Linked DNA regions of Mus musculus: all the other regions are linked to region 3. A link is a contact called in public capture Hi-C and promoter capture Hi-C data. All regions are on one chromosome and are shown on one strand. Each heading gives the region's core, a stretch centred on a gene start, on an enhancer-like site or on the middle of the called end of the contact. The rest is flanking DNA. Distances are from core to core; before and after follow the strand shown. Region 1 holds the start of Cd24a (CD24a antigen). Region 2 has its middle 23 kb from the start of Gm40639. Region 3 holds the start of Crybg1 (crystallin beta-gamma domain containing 1). Region 4 holds the start of Sobp (sine oculis binding protein).

Evidence for each region. Promoter capture Hi-C pulls out the DNA fragments that hold promoters and counts their contacts. Capture Hi-C pulls out chosen DNA fragments and counts their contacts.
Region 1: a contact with region 3 is called in a capture Hi-C map of embryonic stem cells, with 11 times the contacts expected there. The contact joins the promoter of Cd24a here to the promoter of Crybg1 in region 3. A contact is called at or near these places in 23 of 39 promoter capture datasets (the 3T3-L1 cell line, 3T3-L1-derived adipocytes, the HPC-7 cell line and 15 more), 3 of 15 datasets of contacts at CTCF or cohesin (the NIH/3T3 cell line, embryonic stem cells and large pre-B cells), 45 of 484 Hi-C or Micro-C datasets (the 3T3-L1 cell line, the AML12 cell line, the F1.1 cell line and 25 more), 24 of 115 datasets of contacts at active chromatin or transcription factors (the 230-238 cell line, the NIH/3T3 cell line, the SCID.adh cell line and 16 more) and 4 of 9 other capture datasets (adipose tissue, embryonic stem cells, liver and 1 more).
Region 2: a promoter capture Hi-C map of liver shows a contact between it and region 3, with 2.2 times the contacts expected there. The contact joins the enhancer-like site here to the promoter of Crybg1 in region 3. A contact is called at or near these places in 4 of 39 promoter capture datasets (the 3T3-L1 cell line, embryonic stem cells, hippocampal neurons and 1 more), 1 of 115 datasets of contacts at active chromatin or transcription factors (astrocytes) and 2 of 9 other capture datasets (embryonic stem cells and liver).
Region 4: a contact with region 3 is called in a promoter capture Hi-C map of liver, with 4 times the contacts expected there. The contact joins the promoter of Sobp here to the promoter of Crybg1 in region 3. A contact is called at or near these places in 6 of 39 promoter capture datasets (the C10 cell line, the HPC-7 cell line, HPC-7-derived erythroid cells and 2 more) and 1 of 9 other capture datasets (embryonic stem cells).

The regions. Positions count from the first base shown.
Region 1 is chr10:43,577,821-43,580,561 of GRCm38.p6, forward strand. It overlaps Cd24a (CD24a antigen), which reads left to right and starts at 1,349. Exons shown (of 2, transcript NM_009846.2): 1 at 1,349-1,502. The coding sequence starts at 1,434.
Region 2 is chr10:44,999,484-45,002,183 of GRCm38.p6, forward strand. No RefSeq gene overlaps it. Among named protein-coding and RNA genes, the nearest start is that of Gm40639, 23 kb to the right of the region's middle. Within about 2 kb of position 1,263, at least 127 of the 459 cell types and tissues checked have an H3K27ac peak or open chromatin away from gene starts, as enhancers often do. A contact at or near this core is called in liver, where this site is marked.
Region 3 is chr10:44,147,578-44,150,277 of GRCm38.p6, forward strand. It overlaps Crybg1 (crystallin beta-gamma domain containing 1), which reads right to left and starts at 1,251. Exons shown (of 22, transcript NM_001368305.1): 1 at 1,016-1,251. The coding sequence starts at 1,182.
Region 4 is chr10:43,173,082-43,175,781 of GRCm38.p6, forward strand. Sobp (sine oculis binding protein) reads right to left here and starts at 1,449. Exons shown (of 7, transcript NM_175407.3): 1 at 895-1,449. The coding sequence starts at 990. It overlaps 9030612E09Rik (RIKEN cDNA 9030612E09 gene), which reads left to right and starts at 1,618. Exons shown (of 1, transcript NR_102361.1): 1 at 1,618-2,700.

The DNA.
Region 1 (2,741 bases), core at 99-2,598, 570 kb before region 3:
CGCCGTTGCTGGGCACAGAACGACCTTTCTATACAGTGTGCTAACTGTTAAACAGAAAGTTCACTGGCGCTATACAAAAATTCCTGTGCGCCCAAGCACACCTCACACGTGGAAAGTTACTGAGCGGTTGTGGCTGACTTGGTAAGGCTCAGGCAGCCACAAACCAACGACTGTGGAGTCCATTGTCAGCTTGCTGCCATAAAACTTTGTTTTTACGAGGCTGTTCTGCAAAAATTGAAATTTAAACAAATTTCCACCGTTGCTAGGTTTGCTTTGTTTTGCTTTAAGGTCTGTAAAACACGTGGGCTAAACTTTAAATAGGAAGGTCCTAAACCCTGTGATTAAAGATTAGAAAATATTCTACCACTAAGTTGTTTTAAAGTTTGCTTTGAAGTTTTCACAAAAGAAGGTCGAAAGAAAGATTCCACTAAAATGTACAGACGGATGACTAATCTTTCTGAATCGGTTTGTCAAATTACTTAAAGGCAACTATGGGTGGAAATGGCTTGAATAAGAAAGCGTTCGAACGCTGAGCAAGTACTGTGCCACAGAGGCAGAACAAGCACGTCCCCAGAAACGTGGAGAATACTGGGACCGAAACCCAGTCCCTCGCAATGTCCCGCCCCGTGGCCGAGCGCAGCTGGCTGTTGCCTAGGTCCGGTTGGATGCTCCCGGGTATGGCCGGGTGCGCGATGCTTGATGCAGCACTAGAGGAACTCAAAACACAAAGCAAGCAGCCAGGGGCGGCCGCCCAGCCGAGCATACTCACGGCTGGGGCCCGGGATCCTGGCGATCCCTGCCGTGCAGCCGCCAAGGGACAGTGCGTGGCGACGCCCGGTCTCCTCCTCGCCAACCCCGCGCACCACGGCCCGGGGACCTGCCAAGCCTGTCCCGTTCCCCCTTGCAGCCGGCACTTGACAAAAACCAGCCCTGAGCTCCGCGCAGTCTGCGCGGCGCCCGCGGCTTCGACTTTTCGTGTTGGGGGGTAAGATGGCAGGGCCGGGGAAACAAAGGAAACTTGGGCCGGCCGGCGTGTGTGGTTCGTGTGCTCGCCCCAGGTCCCGTGTGGGAGTCGCCTGCGCCTGTGCATGCAGCCTGCCCGGGGAAACCCTAGCTGTGCCAGAGCCCGGGGCGCCCGCCCACCTGCCGCGCTGGCCGCCCCGGGACATCCCAAGTCACCCCGGGCCGGTGCAGGCGGCGGGGGAGGGGCCGTGAGAGCCGCACAGGAGGGTGGGGGTGGGGGCGGGGAGGCGGCGGGGGAGGAGGAGAGCACGGGTGGGCGGGCGCCGCACGTCACGGCTATTGTGGCTGTCCCGGTATATAAGGTCCCGCCGGCCGGCCGCGCTCCCCACCTTGCCTGCGCCCGCGCGAGCTTAGCAGATCTCCACTTACCGAACATCTAGAGAGTCGCGCCGCGCGCCGACGGAGCGGACATGGGCAGAGCGATGGTGGCCAGGCTAGGGCTGGGGTTGCTGCTTCTGGCACTGCTCCTACCCACGCAGGTGAGACCCTGTTCTCGATTGGGCACTGGAGACGCGTCCTGGGGCTTGTGTGTGTGTGTTCGCGCGCGCGTAGGAGGGGCAAAGTCTTTGCCTCCGGCCAGGCACTGGGGTAGGGGGAGAATTTTGTGTAACTGACTTGGGGAACTCGTGGTGTGGATTCCCTCGAGAGAGCGCCCCCTTCCCTTCTCACGGAAGGTCTTCGCGCTCCCTGCGAACCACACAAAGAGAGGGAACGGTCCCCTTCGGGGGAGCGTGGCACACGCCCATCCTCCACCGTCCAAACTGGTTTGGAGATCACCCAGGAAGCCCTGGTTGTGGCTTTATCTCCCACAGGTCTTGAAGCTTAGTTAGGGACCTCCCGACTGCACAAACTCTCGCGGTGCGACCCCACACCTCCATCCCTGGCCACCTTAGGAGCCCCATCCCAACCTAGAATCCCCGGGCATTATAGAGACGGAGGGCAGGACTGTAGTGTCCCGATTCTCCGTCAGGCTTTGTCCTAGTCCACAGACGCTTCCTCTCTTAGATTTGTCCCGGGTACAGATCTTGCCCCCCAACGCCATGGGTGGCGCTGCTCTAGCTGCGTTAGGGTGAAGGCGCCGCGCCCAGAATGAGACCTGGAGCTGAGCCTGAGAGACTGGGACGGGACTCAGAGAATCCGACTGTAGCTTTTCACTGCGGTTGGTTCGCTTAGGGATGTCCCTAGGGCTTTTTGCCCCTGAAAAGTTGGGAGCGCCGGATTTTTGGTCCCTAGAGATCCAGGGTCCGGGCTCACCTGGGAGAGCAGCCCAAGAGCTTGAGGCGCGCTTCGTCTTCCCCTTCTCAGGCAGGGTAACTATACCCCATTGTCTTCTCGCTGCGGGTTGACTGTGCCCCGGGGCCTTTCTCAGTTCACCCGATCCCCCATCTAGGAGGGGCTGGGCATCGTGAAACTGGTTGGTCTCACTCAGATTCCCTTCTCCCCAGGGCGCCCCCCCCCCCCGAAATGTTGAGAGGGAGGTGTTGGTTAAACAAATCAAGGGAGATTGGTGGAGAAAAACTGTTTAATGCCAATTTAATAATTAACGTAAAATTTTGTTGATGGTGTTAGAGAGGACCTCTAGACTCAGACTGAACATTGGGCTCCTTTTTCATCATCATTATTATTATTATTTAGTTTTTTTGTCACCTGCTGTACTAAAAGCTCTTTGTATAAATGAAGAGCGGTTACTTTCCGGTACCCCTAAGACAGGCTCCCTG
Region 2 (2,700 bases), core at 13-2,512, 850 kb after region 3:
ACTCATACAGCTATACCACAAACACTCTGAATACTTTCACATATCCCTGAAGTTAATGTATTCATATTTAGATTTGCAATATTGTGCTTTAGAATAATTTTAGTACAAAAATACCAAACTAGTCTCTTATAGCTTTGAATCTAGTCTAGTCACACACACACACACACACACAAGCAGTGTCACCCTGATCTCTTATTTAATGCTCAACATTCAAGGTACACAATTTAATGTTCATTGTGGATTGTCCATAGATTTATGATGGCTGTAGAGATGTTCATAAAATCTGAGCTATGCAAGGCTTTCGGCATCTGTCTCATTTTTATCAGAACCATAAAAATCATCACCCTCTTGTTCCTAGTCAGTCTTTCCTGCTAGATAATATAAACCAGAGAAAAATAACGTTGTATCTGAGTGTCTACTTTAAGTAGACTCTGTTGCAGAGGTGTGTGTGTGTGTGTGTGTGTGTGTGTGTGTGTGTGTGTGTGTCTGTCTGTCTGTCTGTCTGTCTGTCTGTCTGTCTGTGTATACAGAATAGTGATGGTATGTCTGGAAATGGAGAGAGAAGAATATTGAATTAAACTACATATGTTTGAGGATTAAACAGGCTCTGTACGAAGCTCTTCCTAGTACCAACTGTCTTATGAACCAGAACGATGCTGCTGTGGGGCACCACTCGTTTTAGCCATGCGCTGACCTGTCCTACGCAGGAGCACAGTCTCTCAAGTGTACACAGAGAGGGGAAGCAGGTGCTTCGACTCCCCAGCATCTGGTTTAAATGACCACAATGCTGAGAGCACCTGCAGCCAGCATTTCAGCCAAGTCTGGCCTCCCATTGTATTCAACTGTTCTTTCTGCCTTAAGCAAAAAAGGCATTGTTTATCTGATTTGCCAAAGGATCTCCGGGGAGGTGGAGAAAGACCGGACAAACAAAGCTAAAACTGAGCGCCAGTGGACCGCACGGGAGGATCTTGATTATTTGTGACTATCCACGGGGATCTTTCATCCTGACTAAACAGAGAGAGAGAGAGGAGGGGGCCCCACGGGGACATAGAGAGACAGACAGAGACAGAGAGAAAATATCAGCTGCATTTGGTGCTGCGGGTTTAAGAGCAGAGCAGAGAATAATCTTACTGAGAAGGTGGAGCTGTAGTTTGTGTGCTAAATGTTCAGTCTATGCACTTTCCACGTTCCTAGTTTAGAGCAACTACGCACTGAGAGAGCTGACTGCCTCTAAACGATGTCAAAAGCAGTAGTAACCTTGGTTCAGACTTTTCAAATCAAGGTATGAAGAGCAAATAAAACTGACCCACGGAGGGGGGGGCAGTTAGAGGGGGGGACAAAAACCAAAACCCAAAACAAACCTGTGGTCGATGTGTTAGAACCAAAATAAAATGACCAGTCGTATTTTCAAGAACACGGAAAATAAAGTCTTCCTGCGTAGTGTTTGCTTAGTAAATAATTCTGTGGAGCCCCTTTATTTCCTTTTTTCTTTTCTTTTCTTTGTGTAGAGCCCCAACTAGTGGGAGATTGGAAAACTGCACCTGAAGAGAGGCCATTTAAATGGAGGTGACCATTGGACTTCCGGCCAGCATATGAGCACTTTAGGACAAGGCTGATTTTCAGGTGTGAGACTGCAGACAGGTGCTAAGAGGGGAGGGTTGTGAAACTGCCTTCTTCTTAACTTTCTGCATGCTAAAGGGCAACCTGGCGCCGAGGAAAGCAAACACACTCTCTGGCATGTGAAATGACTCAGTGCACTCTAGCTACAGCTAATTCGAGAAAGGAAAATAAATTCTGAGTTCAGAACTTATATGCCTCAAAGATCTTTTTTAAAAGAAAGGGGACAACATCCTGTAACCGAAAAGAAAAAAGAAAAAACTGCACAGGCTGGAGGAAAAAGAGCCGGTTTCACATGTTAAATGAGAATTCAGTTAGAAATATTTTTACCCAGTTGGTAGTTTTTACTGAGAAGAGATAAGAATGTGCTGTGTTGTGATAAGAGGAGCTAGCTGTAGGTAGACCAGCAGGCCGGAGGCCATCATGCAGGAGAGATCAGAACTTCAATGAAGAATGAGACAGAAACGCCTAGAAAAGTGGGGTGTACTGTTCTGAACTCAGAATTTATTTTCCTTTCTTAAATTAGCATAGACAGAGTGTGCTGACTCATTTCACTTGCTAGAGAGTGTGTTTGTTTTCTAAGGGGACTGAATCTCAGGAGCTGCTGGGATTTTAAGTTTGTTTCTTTGTTTCTTCTTCCATCCTTTCAAAAACTCTCATTCTGCTCAATTGTTTTTAAAATAATGTTTCCTTTGACAAAAAGTGGCAATAAAATGCAGACAGCCTGGAAAGGCTATTAAAGAAATAATCCACGATGAGTTCATTAATTAAAGTATAAGAATGTGCATCAGGGGTTGTCATGCAGGCTTCAGGGTGTTTGTGGAACTCCCTAACAAGAAAGATCTATAGTGTGTGTGTGTGTGTGTGTGTGTGTGTGTGTTTCTGAATTCTCAAAGAATCCCATAAAAAACAAACAAACAAACAAACAAATCCAACTACACAGGAATCTGCACATAGACAAAAACCAACCACATTGTCATAGATGTGCCTCAGAGTGGTCTGACTTCAGAGACTGCATAGAAAAGCCCCACAGAGTCATCAAGCCATGTCTAGGGCATCTCACAGAGCAGATGCTAACCTCCA
Region 3 (2,700 bases), core at 1-2,500:
AAACCTGGGACTCTAAGTGATAATGAAAACAACAACAATAAAGTCTGTGCTAGGACCTGGGCGCAGTGGAAGCTGCACTGATCATCTGGCCGTCTGCTTTGAACTTCTAGAACTTCCTCCCAGGTGGAGTGAAATGCTTGTAAAGATGCCCAGACTAGAAAAATATCCCAAGGGCTGGCAAGTACATTTGTTTCCAGAGCTTTTGTTAACACAGAGTTCCTCGGAGTTCTGAAGGACAGAATGAAGTGTTTCCTGATGGCCTAAAACACAGAAAGGTTCGAGAAGGAAAATCTACTTGTCACTTTGGTATCAGTTTGTTTTCTCTTGAATAAAATACCAAGAGTCGTGTGTTATTACATTTTGATAGACAGGAAACTAACCATCAATTCTGATAGGATAACTGAAAGTTACACATGCACAATAAAACCAACACACACACACACACACACACACACACAATCTATGTATAATTTAAAACAGGAGCCAAGTTTTTTTCCTTTTGGTGTTGAGACGTGAACCTTGGGACTGTCACAAGCTGGGCCAGCACCCTGTCACTAAGGTACAGTCGCAATCCTTATATTTTAAGAACGAGGTACTCCCTGGTTTGGCTACTCACTGAGTCTCTGGGGGACATTTACCCCAAGGCCACCTTTTCTCTATCCATTTAATAGAGTCAGCTAGCCCCTCTACTTCCTCCTCCTCTGGATCTGTGAGAATAGTGGAGACTAATATCCATGAACATGAGGTACTTTACGATTAAGGCGCTAAAATTAGAGTATTTCCAGAGCTCCAAGGCATTCCTAAAGGCATTCATTTTTGATTCCAACCCTTGGCTGCCCTGCTTTTCTCAGCTGCAGGTGCAGACTTAAGAAAGTCAAAACTAAGGTCCCATGAATGAGACTCTAGAGTACAGGCTGAGGGTCCTGGACCCTGTGGTATAGTTTCGGGGCGGGACGAACTTTGCAAAACCGGCTGAGCCACGGAGCAGGAGGGGATCGGAACACTCAGCGCTTACCTGGTCTCCCCGAAAGCCCCGGGCGGGTGAGGGATAAACACCCCACAGCTGGACGATGGAGACTGCTTCTTCTTGGAGCGCCAGATATGGAAGGTGGGGTGTTTCTTGGGGGCCTTGGACGGGCTGGCCTCCCTGGGGTCGCCCTGCGATGGTGGCGACAACGGCATCTCCTCTTGTGCCTCTTCTGCGGGCTCAGACTCAGTCCTCCCCGGGGCCCAGCGGTGCTGGAAGAACTCACCTGGGCGCTCGCTTGCCTGCCCTATCACGCTCGGCGCCGGACCCCGCCCCCTTGCCCCTGCGAGGGACAGTGGAGGGTTAAAGGACAGCGACTAAGCAAGGCTGGGAGGCGGGAGCTGGCTGGGTCGCTCCACAGTGCCCCCGCGCGGCCAGGTGCAGAGGTCTCGGGAGCCTCGGGTACCACAATCCCGCCCCTCGCCCCCGGATGCGGCGCAGCGCCGCCCCCTACCGGACATGTCGGGAACTGCCCCCCCCCAACCGGAGCCTGGTCCGGTTTCTGTAATAGCAGGGGTGCAGCTGCAGTGGGTCACCCACTGGAGTTCCTTGGCAGCTCTTGGCAATCCGGCTGGCTGGGTGAGTGGCTGCTTAGCCAACCCCATCTGGAGAAGGATGGGAGAGGCACGTCCCCTGTCCAGGCCGCCCAGCAATTAGGACTCCTTCACTCTGGGTGGTTTGGGCAATCACGTGCTGGGCGGTTTGTGATGCTGTTTGTAAGCACGGGAGTGCCAACTTCTCCACTCTCCTCAAGAGTCTGAAGAATTAGTTTGGATTCGCATCCCGTAAAGCATCAAGGGATTAAAAACCACACGGAGAAGGACATTAGCGAAGCTTTGCAGTTCTGAAAGGGCTCAATATACGCCTCACAGTGAATTGAACGTCAGACCCATAAGGTATGCGTCACATCTTTTACTGCTAGTAACTTTCTTTACTTAAGCAGCACTAATATGCAAAGGCAGTGGTATTAAGCGAAGGAAGTTCAGTAACAATCCTTTGGACATCATTAACATACGAAGAGGCTTAAGACCACTGCTCTAAAACGGAATGCCACCACGCTGCAAAGCCTTCTTCTTCGCTTCTTTGCAGATGCAGCTCATGATTTCAATCCTTCACTTACTCATCCAGAGAACATGCATTATTATTCCATTATTTTCTTTACGTTTGTTACAAGATATAGACTACATTGTGGTTAAAGCATACAAATCATGGTGGGCCCAGGAACACATGCCTGTTATTCCAGCACTTGAGAGGCAGAGGCAGACAGATCTCTGTAAGTTTCAGGCCACCCTGGTGGTCTACAGAGTGAGTTCCTGGACAGCCAGAGCTACACAGAGAAACCTTGTCTCAATAAACCAAAACCAAAACAAACCAAAAAACATAACAAAAATGAAACAAAACAACAACAAAAGGAAAGAAAATACCTCCACTCGGTATTAGTGTGTGAAAATTATTTATATTCTTGCTTCTGGCCATTAAAAAATGTGTACTCCTATTGCATGGTATGACTATCCCATAGTCAACTGTGGGTGGACATATAGATTGTTTTCATGTTGGAGTTATTATAAGTAAAGCTGGTGTGGTCCTCAGACATAAGCATTCATTTCTATTGGAGACACACACAGGGGTTCAAACTCAGTAAGAGGATGTGCATATATGCTCAGCACTGGTGA
Region 4 (2,700 bases), core at 199-2,698, 970 kb before region 3:
AAACACACAACTTTGAGGAAAATAAAGAAGTGGGGGTGACAGAAGAGTCCAGGCTGAGCCGTGTTCTTGGGTTTCTACGCGAACAGCTGGAGCGCCAGGAGGCTGCGCTCGCCACCTCTGGAGCACCGCTGGCCTGGCAGGGCGCCCGGCCTCGCAGAGAGGACTCGGGGCTGGCCTTCGCGAACAATGGGCAGGCGGCAGCGGAGGCCGCCCCTCAGACAGCTGGCTTTCAGCCGGGCTTGCCGGGTCTGCTAACTGGAAAGTGAGGCGTGCAGAGGCGAGCGGGAGACCCGGGGCAGAAGCAGAGAGGAGCGGCCGGGGACGGCGAGGCGAGCCCGCTGGCTGCAGCGTCCCTGACCCGCGCCGCTCCGGCCCAAGCCTCCGCCACTGACAGCTACACCGCCGCAGCCGGCGAGTTGGAGCAAAGCGGGATCACCGAGCCTGGGGATGGACCGGGAAGAGGGGTGGAATCCAGGTATCCCGGGTGCCCCGGTCCGGCAGCTCTTAACTTTGGAGGGGTCCGGAGATTCATTTCCGAAAAAGGGAGAAATACTACACCGACCATCAGGAAAGCCACTGCACCATGCTCACTCGCCACTGGGGTTCAGTGCCCTCGCCCGGCAACATCTGTACCAGTCTAGGGTTTGTGAGGTTAAATAGTATCCCCCCCCCCTCGCCCCCATCAAATCTGAGGTTGGCAGACTTCGGAGATGCAGCCCATGAGTTGGCCTCGGTTTTGCACCTGGAGGGGGAGCTGAGGCGTCCCAGGGACCCAGCAGAAACTGACAAGCGCGCCCCTGTCCCCCCCCCCCCCCCCCGCAGCCTACACAACAGCCCGAAGGGAGCGGACGGAATAAAGAGCTCGGTCTCCCCGGCCTCCGAGTCCGAAAATACCTTCATCTCCTCGTTGATCTCCCTCTTCACAGGGTGAGCGGGTTTCCGGCTTCTTTTATTTTCCGGAGGTCTCCCTTCTTTCTCCATTTCTGCCATGTTTTTGTGTCTGGTTTCTGTGGAGATGAAATGGCTGCTGCCGCCGCCGGCGGTGGTGGTGGTGGCGGTGGCGGTGGCGGAGGTGGAGGTGGTGCTGATGGTGGCAACGCTGGCGGAGGTAGCGGTGCTAGCGGGTCCGGGGCTGGGGGTGGGGGTGGAACAGGCGAGGGAGGAGCGGGGTCTCTTCTAGCGGCGGAGACCGTCAGTGGCCGTCACGGGGAAGGGTAGCCCGGGGAGTCTCGGGGATGCCGCCGCCGCCGCTCCTACCGTCGCCGCCGCCGCTCCTGCTGCCGCCGCTGCCGGTGCCGCCGCCGCCGCTCCCGCTCCCGCCGCCGCCGGGCTGCATCCTCGGGGCCCGAAGGAGTCGTCAGCCATCTTCCTGAGCTCTGTCTGTCCGCATGGGCGAGAGGAGCGCCGGCCACGGCGGAGACAGCTGCTCTGGGCGTGCGTGCGTGGATCTGTGTGTGCGCCCGGGAGAGCGCGCCAGCCCCGGCGCCCAGCGCCTCCCGCGAGCCGAGCCGCGGGCGGAGGGAGGGACTGAGCGGGGAGGGGTCCGAGGGAGGGGAGGCTGGGGGTGGGGGGGACAAGGCCAGCCCCCCGCTCGCGAGCGGGCGTGGCTTCCCGGTCGTTGTAGACGCGGATGCTGCGCGGCTCCGGGGGCTGCTGGCGGCCGCCTGCTCCTGGGCGGCGGGCACCGGCCCTACTCGGAGCCGCCACCTCCCCGCGACGACCCCTCCTGCTCCCGAGCTCCGTGACGTGGGCTCCGGTGGGCTCAGAGTTGGCTTCTGAGGATGACCTAGAGGCCGCTGAGGCAAAACATAGCGGGGTGAAGGGTGGAGGTGGAGCGCTGAAAGGGCGCAGGGACCTGAAGGCAGAGCGAGAACTCGGCTCCGGGGTTGCAGCGCCCGGGAGCGGAGGGAAACACAGACCGGACCCACCGCTCAGGCACCAGTGTCCTGCTCCGAAGACTACGGCAGGCTGTGTGGAGGCTGAATGTCGCTTAGAGGGGTCTCCAGCACAGCGCGCCGTCAGACTGTTTGCCAGGAAGCTTTTGCCTTCCTGAGAAGGACTTCGAAGTAGGACAACTCAGCCTCCAGCTCCCTGATTTTCTTTCTCTTTCTGTCTCCCTTCCCCCTCTGCCCCAAACGCAAGCTTATGCTCTGTTACAAAGTAGCATCTTTACCCGGTGACCCGGCTTGCACCCTCACCGTGCCCTGTGCTTAATGGGAAGGGTTGGGCTTAGTGGGTACTGTTGTGCGCTCAGGATCCCTCCCCCCAGAAGCCCCACGCCCTCGCCACGCACGACAGGACCCTCTCCTCTCCATCAGGTTCCACACTCTTCCACCAGACTCGCATCTGCTGGTTCCAAAGCCCAGCTCATCCTCCATGCGCTCACGTGTTTCCTCTTGGGCCGCCTCTGTCCACGCCCTGGACCAAGGTCGGCTGCGCCTGTCCCTGTCTTTTGGGTTGAGGTATCAGCGTGAACCGTTTGATGAGGCTCCAGAGACAACACACAGCTCTGAAAATCTCCTACACACACTGCAAAGGAACGACACCTAGACGTTCCCAGTTCAGCTTTCCCGCGCCGCTCCACTTTGTAATTACCTGACACAATGTGATATGGGGGTGTCCATTGTTCCCCGGCTTGTTATTACGGAGTGTTCATTATGACAGTGGTGGAATTTAAAATTACACATTTTTAAGTCCTTA